Regions from separate parts of the Danio rerio genome. Here region 2 is linked to region 1. A link is a contact called in public Micro-C data. All regions are on one chromosome and are shown on one strand. The core of a region is the stretch at or near the end of the contact, and the rest is flanking DNA. Distances in the headings are between cores, read along the strand shown. Region 1 holds the start of atp5mf (ATP synthase membrane subunit f). Region 2 overlaps rnf216 (ring finger protein 216).

The links. A called contact is a pair of places that touch in the nucleus more often than the background predicts.
Region 2: a contact with region 1 is called in a Micro-C map of caudal fin, with 4 times the contacts expected there. The contact joins the enhancer-like site here to the promoter of atp5mf in region 1. A contact is called at or near these places in 2 of 18 Hi-C or Micro-C datasets (caudal fin and embryo).

What each region holds. Positions count from the first base shown.
Region 1 is chr3:39,246,548-39,251,616 of GRCz12tu, forward strand. It overlaps atp5mf (ATP synthase membrane subunit f), which reads right to left and starts at 2,633. Exons shown (of 4, transcript NM_001303129.1): 1 at 2,498-2,633; 2 at 1,211-1,318. The coding sequence starts at 2,513.
Region 2 is chr3:39,590,234-39,595,302 of GRCz12tu, forward strand. All of the region lies in intron 13 of rnf216 (ring finger protein 216), which reads right to left. Among named protein-coding and RNA genes, the nearest start is that of rnf216, 27 kb to the right of the region's middle. Within about 2 kb of position 2,573, at least 45 of the 62 cell types and tissues checked have an H3K27ac peak or open chromatin away from gene starts, as enhancers often do. A contact at or near this core is called in caudal fin, where this site is marked.

The sequences.
Region 1 (5,069 bases), core at 1,383-3,882:
GCTCTCGGGCTGCAGGTGGGAGAGGCTGCTGTATGAGGACTGACTGGGCCGCCTGTCAGTGCTGTGAGGCGGGGGAGGGGTTGGCGGCATCACACGCAGCTCGTTGAGAAGAGTAGGGTCACGGTACAGTATGGACAAATGACAGTCTAAAAAAAACTCCAATAACACAAAAAAGTCGCTAGATTTGTCTCTGGGGGGTCTGAAAAGTCGCTAAATCTAGTGACAAAGTCGCTAAGTTGGCAACATTGGTGGCAAGCAATCAGAATGAAGTAGTCCACCGCTTGAGAGGTGTTCAGAGAACACAGACCTGTGAACTTTGGTTCCGACCACAGTTGTTCCCAAGAGTTTGATTATTGCGGTTGCCGGATTTTCAATTATTAAAAATCGCGACGACGCGGGGCCCCCTGATCACGTGGGCCCCCCCTGCGGTGCGTGCCCTGCGGGCCCGTCCGCTACGCCACTGCAGACTGGCTACTTCCAGCACTACATGCCGAATTATCTCAGACTGGTTTCTTGAACTTGACAATGAGTCCACTGTACTCAAATGGCCTCCACAGTCACCAGATTTCAATCCAATAGAGCACCTTTGGCATGTGGTGTGACGGAAGATTCACAACATGGATGTGCAGCTGACAAATCTGCAGCAACTGCGTGATGTTGTCATGTCAATATGGACCAAAATAACAGGAATATTTCCAGTACCTTGTTGAATCTATGCCATGGATTAAGGCAGTTCTGTAAGGTGTACCTAATAAAGTGGCTGGTGAGTGTATTAGTTAATGAACAATATTCTTTTCAAAAATTAAGTTCGATTTGGGACAAAGGCTAAATATTTATATATTTTACAAAGGTTTATTCAATTCATGTTTATGTAGCGCTTATACAATCTAGATTGTGTCAAAGCAGCTTTAAAATAGAAGCTCTAGTAAATTGTAACCGTCCGTCCAGTTTATACACACATTTGTAATTTCAACATTTTATAAATAATTTTGACATCTAAAAGGTGCTATTTAGCCATAAAATGAACAGAACAGTGCAGCTTTTTTTGTTACAATTTTTAAGTAAATTGCTGAAAATTGGATGTCAAAGCATTTATATAAAGCTTTATCTTCTTACTAAAACTCTTTAACCAAACTTGAGCCATTTATCCATCTCCCACATATCCCAAACAGTCACAAATGTTACGAGGGTGAAATACACTGAATTGTACCTCCACGAATTCCTCTAACAACTCCATTTGGGGTGAAGTCTCTTGTTCCGAGCCAAGCTGGCAGTTGCCCGAGCTTCACGTCCATAAGCTTCTTCTCGGCCAGGGAAACTAACCAACAAAACACAATTAAGTTTTTAACAAAGAAGGGTAAAAAAGCTAATAAATTATGGGTATTCAATTGTTTTATCTCAGTCAGATAGTTTCCTTGTGAATCTAAATTAGGTTAATACTAACTTTTAAAAATAATCTATATTGCTATGGGGTGTCACAGTGGCGCAGTAGTTGGCACTGTCGCTCCACAGCAAGAAGGTCGCTGATTCAAGCCCCGGCTGAATCAGTTAGCATTTCTGTGATGTGAAGTTTGCATGTTCTCCCAGTGTTCACGTGGGTTTCCTCCAGGTGTTCCCCGACAAGTCCAGACATGTGGTATAGGTGAATTAAAGAAACTAAATTGTCAGTAGTGTATGTGCATGAAAGAGTGTGTATGGTTGTTTCCCAATGATGGGTTTTGGCTGGAAGTGCACCCGCTGTGTAAAACATATGCCGGATAACTTGGCGGTTCATTCCGCTGTGATGACCTCTAATTAATAAAGGGACTAAGCCGAAAAGAAAATAAATGAATGAATGTATTGCTATTAGACTAAAAAAAAGTCACATTGACGCTATGGCTTAGAGAAAAAATAATTTGTTTGCAAAATATCCAAACAACTTTAAGTTACATAAAAAAGTATGTTTGTTTGCCCTGACGATATTATTTTGTAAATTAATGGTGTAAATATATGGACCATAATGCTATTTTTTTTATTAATCGACAATTCGACCACAAATACAATTTTAAAATAGCTAATCATTAAACAGTTATTAAACGTAGTCGTTTGCACAAGTCAATGACAAATTAAATGTACAAAGCCAAACACTGTCGCTTTAAAACTCTCAGTTGCTGAATGAAAGGAGTCACGCATTATCGTTAGCAGCATAATAATTCTGCTTCATCTCATTAACTACACAGCACGCTTAACTAATCAACATCTTACACACACTAAAAGAAAGCATGAACATTGTATTCAGTCATTAATGTAATCTGACAGTCAATGTTACTGAAAGTCCTTGACATGACTCGCGTCTGTCTGCATCGAGGCCTTTAGCGCCATTACACACAAACGACACACTGAAGATTCACTGCAAACAGGTCTCACGGCGCAGAGAACAATAAAAACGCAGAGTTTACTAAAGCATCGCATCAAACAGTGGAATACAATAAGCTATGTACATCTCATCGAGCCATACCTGCTTTATCCGCCATCTTGCTCTGAACTTCAAGATGAGAGCTGCAGCAGGGAATGCTGGGAGTAAAATGAAGTGACGTCGACGGACAAGCTGTGAGGCGGAGTTTAGAGAGCGTGTGAGTGGGTGAGGGAGTGACTGCTCAGTGGAGGAAGTGGATGAAAATATTTTCATAATGTTATGGAATAACACACCATTTTCCTGAAAATAAATGATGTCAATATATAGGAAAAGTACTCCCGCAGAAATGCCAACTGACCAAGCCGGGACTTGAACCAACGACCTTCTTGCTGTGAGGCGACAGTGCTAAATTAACCACAATGTTTTCTGCAATTTTTAAGTGCAAGTATGTTGTATGAGAAATCTAAGCACGCATTCAGTGTTTACCAATTCTTAATTATTATTTTTATTCTTATTCTTATTTAACAGGGACATATACATCAAAAAGCAACCCAAATGCAAGTAAACAAATTAGGCAAGGGCTTTTCTCATTGTGCTTGTAAGGAAAAGCTATGGTTATCCTCATTTTAAGCACCATGTTTAACATTTGGTAAAAGTCTATCACTGCCAAGGGCATAGATTTGCCATGGACCGAGGGGATGTCCCCCCACCAATATCCAGCAATTACTGAAATGTCCCCACCGATAATTTAATCACCTTCAAAATAAAATAATGCTCAATCAACCCTAACCTAGACATGCAGAAAGGGTTCAATCAAAACACATAAGGACAGTGATTGGCTGGGCCTATTATGGGAAAAGCTAAAACAAGGAATTTTCTCAGTCATGCTTATCTGTGCAAAACATAGACAAAAGTAGCAACTTTTCAATGAGTCAAGTTTTTAAAGTCAAGTTCAATTATGAAAAATAATATTCGGGATCAAACGGTTAAATTGCATCACATGCCTCTTTAAATTTCTCTACATTCATACATTCTCAAAGCCATTAAATAATTTGGCTTTGAATAAATTGAATAAACTAAATTTATTATCCATAGTGAATGAATGTGTATGGGTTGTATCGCAGCATCCGCTGTGTAAAACATAATCTGGATAAGTTGGCGGTTCATTGATAATGAATCCCAGATACCAAATTACATCTGGCCCAGATATGGCCCACATCTCCCCATATTCTGGCCCTCATTCCGCGTGGAATGACGGCGATAATTCACTGATGAATAAAAGGACTAAGACGAAGGAAAATGAATGAATTATTTTTAGTTAACTAAGATCACAAATTAAGGTGAAATTAAAACTGAAAAAAAGATTACTAGTTTTTTATTAAAATTTAATGTCTTATTCAAATGTACATTAAAGTTACACACTCATAGACAGGGACATTTGGGCAAAATGTTCGTAGGCCTTGCATTTACACACAGTTACCACTGGAGGGAGATATTTACCGCATACACAAACTTGTTGACAATACAGCCATGTGGTAAACGAATCTAAACATTTCGTGCATCTTTCTTGTGCTAAAGCATGTGCTTTATAGTAAGTAAAAGAAATACTGGTAGGTTTATAATAGTTCGATCTCATGCATGTACCATCAGATGTCTGTGCAGAATCAGATCTGATTGTTTTTTTATTTTATCCACAAAAATATGACTATTTTTGTAGTGGTAGTTGTGAGGTTTATGGCTAAGCAAATTCTTTGCACCTTTTTTATTAAAATAATTGTTGCAAAAGACATGTTTATAAGCAAGTACTCTTCATCAGTCATCAATCATTCATTCAGCATCTGGACTGCATTTGGGTTGAGTTGCATTTAAGATTTTATTAATATAAACTTTTCAAAGTCACAGAGTACTACAGGTAACATAAAATTGCATCACTATTTACAGGCTCTCTCCTTAATTGAAAGCCTAGAGTAAACCTCAATCCAAGTCTTTCTTATTGCCATTTGCATTTACGTGCACATAGATCTTCTTTCATGGCAAAAGACCAAAAGCTCTCATGCCAGCTGAAAGCCTTTGAGTGGAGAGATATCTTAGACAACATTTATTGTATGTATGCCAGTATCCTTTAAATATGTCTGTTTATAGTTGGGGAAATCTCTCTTAAGACAGTATTAATGCTAGGTATTTTGTACTATTAAAAATGTGCGATGATTGTCTTTATCTCACCATGGCTTTGCACCAGTGTTCAATAATAACAGTGGGTAAATGAGATCTCATTAGAATGGATGAGAGACACGCAGCTGCATGATTCACTATGGTGGATGCAGTTAGACAGGAGGTCAAAGGCATAAGTGCCATTCATTACGCCGCTCCGCCATAAAAACAAATCCCAGGCAGAATGATAATTTTCAGATTTTAATTAAGATGGTGCTGCAGTGACATCAAAGGACGCCCGGGTTGGTAGGCTTTCAAAACTGTCCAGCGTGCAGTTACATTATATTGACTTCATCATTCACATGCCTGCTCTGATTTTCTCTATCCGTATGTTTGCTGCTCAAATATTATTCCTTCATTGCTGAAGGACACACGATAGTTGGGTTATCACATTTTAACATAATATTATTTCTAATCTGCGTTTTCAGAGGACCGGGTTTATTAGTTCATCAGTGATGTCTGC
Region 2 (5,069 bases), core at 1,323-3,822, 340 kb after region 1:
TAGCGAGCAAATGAACTGCGAACTATGGGTATACAAAGGTTAATAGAACTACTAGAAGTTGACATGTTTTCTGAATGTTAAGAAAGCAAGTACATCATTGAAGTATTAAAAATAAAATTACCTCAGATGTCCAGTGCTAGTTTCAGCTTTTTTTGTGTTGCCTCATCAGAAAATGTTGTGGAAAATAGTTGGTTTAATTTGGCTACACTGATTTTGATTCGCTCAAATTCGCTTGAAATAAAGATTGACTGATCAGATGCACTGGTAGCACACTGAGCTCATCTGCTGCTTGCAAGGGGGTAATGGCTAATAAACATCATGAACTAAAATACACAGATTTTTATCATTTATCAGTGTAGATTGACGCAAACATATTTGTCATAATACTTAAGAATTAATCATGCTTGGAGTGATCGGGTCTTTAGAGTACAAATTGTTGTGTAATGGACTTTCCACAGCAATAATGAACAAAAATCTGAAAAGTGTTTCTTTAGGAAGTTTTTTGGAAAGACAATCTCAAAACATTCACCCTTCATGCACATCTAAAAAAAACAAAAAAAAAAACGCTGCAATATAGATGCCAGGCTAGTCACTTTGTAAAGAGAAACTAAACACCTACACATACAGTCCAGTAGTCTTCACATTGTTGTTTTGATTGTCAAACAAAAAAAATAAAATATGTTCATCATTTATCTGTGCTCACCATACTTTCAAAGCAAAATCAACTATTTTAAAGGAGCTGTATATAAGGTTTTGACTCTTCTAACGCATAAAACCACCATAATAGGTTAGCAGATATTTCAGAATCATGCTAAGTGAACATTTTTGTTTATAGGAAAAACAATGCTAAAGTCCGATATTCTGCTTTGAAAATGGGCGTTCTGTGCTGAAACGCTGTCTTTGTTTTGGTTCTTTTAAACCGCCCAATGCCAGTTTAGCCAACTATATAACAGCACCACGGGTTGCCTTGTTGGAAAACCGCATATTTAGTTAATTTATTCATGCATTCAGTCAATCAGAAAGGCTTTCAAAGCATGCGAAATGCGGCCTCCAGTGGACAGTAGCAGACTGCGAAATAAGATGCAGATTCAGAGTTCCACATGAGGTTATTATTTAGCAAATAATATAAATATTACCAGCGTAAAGATTAGGTGAGCAGGTTACATTTTAACCATGTGTCCTAAAAACACGCTGCATGACGAGATACGCAGTAATAAGCAATTTGGCCGAAAACAAAAATTTAAACACTGCCATTCAGAAGAACAGAATTTGCACTCACTCATGAAATGGAAAGGTTTATAATGTAATTAATACATATTACACCTCTTTAACATTATTAAATGCAGATGCTGAAATCACTGATGTGTGTTTAGTTCTAAAGTTCAATTTCAGAGGGTTTATGTTATTTTCAAGATCTAAGGTGAACGATCTGCTGCTGCTTTCAGCAGTATGGCAATAAATGTCATGTAAAATGGCATTAAAAACGCACATAATTAGCATTTAGCACTAAATAAAGCACATGCGGTGTCCCTAAGGTGATCATTGTCAGTTTTCTGTTGTTTAGCTGCAAGAAATACAAGCCACATTCCTTGACTGCACATATTTTGCACCTAAAAGTCAAACTGTCTTTCTTTGATAGGATTTTTTTATAATGAGGATTGTGCCTAAGCAGCTTAACATAAATGAAGAATAGAGAATAAAAAGCCATAATATTTCAGAATTGTGGAATCATTCCAACATATCGGGCAGGCAGCATAGTTGTGGTAAAAACCTGGTTAAACATAACACAAATGTCACTTCTGAAGTTTAATTCAGTTCAATTTAATGCAAATGTCACCGTTCAAGGATGAGCAGCTCCATCAGCCACAACCAATCAAAAAAGAGGTGAATTTATTGGAATTTTATAAATCTGACCACAGCTTCAAAAATAAGTCTATCCCTTTATAAACCAAATTACATTGGGGGGAAAACAAATCCCCCAAATGACTAAATTTCAGTGGAACAGTTGCCAAGTTAAATGTTATAGTTTCAATTTCTATAGAAGTACAGTGTGCCATCACATTTCTAGAGAAATCAAAACAAAGCCTTATTATGACGAAAAAAGATTTTTCACCATTTGACCTTTAAAAAAAACACATCTGTTTAGTAACAGCTCAGATGTTTAACCACCAAGCCGCAGCACCGTCTGCACTTTTCAGACTATAATACACCCATTATCAGGCAGGCGGTTGTCTTTTTAGATCTATCCATCTACAGAAGAAATTTGTTCCCAAGAAGCACGGCTTTGGAAAAGTCCACACGATGCTGGCCAAGTCATAAGAGCTCAGTTCTTCATTTCGAAAGGAATGTCAAACTGAGTGCCAGGAGGAGGAAGTGAATCTGGGTCACGTTATGAAATCACACTAACACAACTGTTTTCAATTTCCCCCATATCCAGTCCTGTAACTCCACCATTGGGAAGTAGCACAGGAGAGGAAAATGGAGGTCCTGCCTGATGGCACACTTAATCTATCAGTGGTGTCGAGAGGAAGGCCAAAGACGTGGGCGTTCTCTTGCTCCCAATCTCCCGCCCTGCTGAGAGCTGCTGCACAAGTGTGAGGCGGAATAATCAGCAGCAGATGTGAGGCAGAATAAAACTGCATAGGCTTTGCAGAACAAGAGCGCCACCGAGAGGACAGCAGGTGTATGACAGAAAACAAAAATACCAGATCACAGGGCAATGTCTTCTAAAGACACTACCATGAAAGTGAAAATTCACAACTTTTATTTTTAATGTAATAGTTATTATGAAAAGCATTTATTATTTTGAATGATTTATCCATGCATTTGTTTTTTTTTATTTAAAATCACATTCTCTCAATCTATTTAAAATCATTTCCTCTGGCAACTGCAATGAAAGTTAAATAAAAATTAAGTGATGATGACGACAACTATAATAAAAATATACTAACATTTTTATTGACTAATAAAATTGAGACAAGAATGTGATTGAGGGATGTGTTTTGGTAAATTTCCAATCAAAATTTAAGTTTTGGTCTTTAATGGAAAAGCTATATTCTATATTTTAAAGTTACACTTAAATTAAACCAAATATAGTTTAGTCAACTAAATCTAAAGTAGATAAAATTTAGTCAACTTAAACTAAACTAAAACTATGGTTTGAATCAGAAGACTACAATTAAAATAGAATTTTAGTCAAAAGACTAAGACTTAAACTAAATCAAATTTTGCTGTTAAAATTAACACTGATTACAATATTGCCATGGGTAATTTACAAATAATAATAATAATAAAAAATAAAAAATAAACTTTCATATTAACCCTTTGAGGTCCTGAAAATATATTTTTTGGCCCACATCTTGGATTGAATAATACTGACACAACTCTGATAATATTAATAAGTAGAAGTAGTAGTAGTACTAATTTAAATAATAATGATAACCTATGGATAAAAGGTCAACTAGGTGGTTATGATTCCTGTTAAAGGGTTAACTAATGCATTTTTTGTTAACAATTTAAAATGACCTTATTATAACGAAATATAAACAATCCCTCTTATAACACAATGGAGCTAAACACACCAGTAAGTCTGTACCAGTCTTTGCCCTGATTTCCTCACTGATGTCTTCTGCAAAAAATCTGATTCATTCACAACATTTAATTAAAACATTTAATTTGAGTTTGCTTTTTTTGTAGGTTCACAATAAAACAAACAAGCGAATGGTTACGTTAATTATTATTGCATGAAAGGGATTCTGTCCAACCCATGGCCATAATTCTCCCTTGCTTCTCAGATGGAAAGATGGGCCAAAGCAAAGGTTACCATGGGTCAACTCTGGCCTGAAGGCCCTAGTTTAGGCATCTCTGGTTTTAGCTTCAAACACAGTAAGGTTTGCTTCAACAACTCAAACCTAAGCGGTCTGCATCACAAGTAAAACGCTGTTCAAAGTGTGTACTGACTTTTTGGAGATAAACAGGCAAGTATGTTCGATTACAAACGCTAGATGAAGTTAAGGCCTTTTGTCAAATTTACTTGGTCGTTATGCAAAGTTATTTCCAAAATACATTCCTGTACATGGCAATATTATGCACCTGTAAATTTCATTAGGATGAAAATAAACAAAAGTTGTTGGCGCAGTGTTCATCTTACACAGAAGCTGCAGTCAAACATATTTTTTTTCCAGTAACATTTTTGCTGTTTCAAAAAAATATGTTTTTTTTTATTATTTTTCCATTGAGCTTCTGATGAAAATGTGAAATATAATGTGAAAAATGTAATTTACTGGAAGTTTCATGGAAGATAGCACTGTATTAAAGTGTTTACAGTATGTCATCAAAGCACGCCAAGTTGTACATGCGGCAGTTAAACGTTCACTAGAACACTTAGTTCTGCAAACGCATTCAAATCAAGACTCAATTTTTTATATGCACCCTGTTTAGTTGAGGCAGTATGGATTTCACACCTTAAGGCTGAGCGCAACATTATAAAGCAAATCTGATCTCTGCATATAACATGGTCAGACCACAACAATACATCTTTTGGCATTCTGCTCACTACTACACTCTTCCTAATCTTTTCGTTTTGTGACTTTAAACATTTTTTGAACTTAGCATCATCCCATCTCCTTTTTTGGCATTTCTCTAGACTGAACTTTTTCATTTATAGATTTTTTTTTTTTACTTGATGTGACTTATCAGAACAATCTCTTTTCTCAGACACCGAAGAGAAACACTATGCATCCATTTTTTTCAGGAACACTTTTTTAAAACAGCTCATTGCCTTCTAGCACTACCAGTCTCGTCCTTTTGCAGCAGCTCCAACACATTCTTGCCATTTAACTGCACAGCCGTTATATAGCATTGAGGGATTTCTAATAAACATGCATTTTATTTTAGTTAATTTTAATAACAGAATTATTTGAACTGCAGTTTATCAGGGAAAAAGTACCAAAATGTTTAAAAATAGCAACACTGAAATTATTTTGGATTTGTTTTAAATTAAGATTACAAGAGTATTTTGTTCTTCAGTCAGTCAGAAATGTCAGTAATTCTGGTCAAAATGCTTTGTA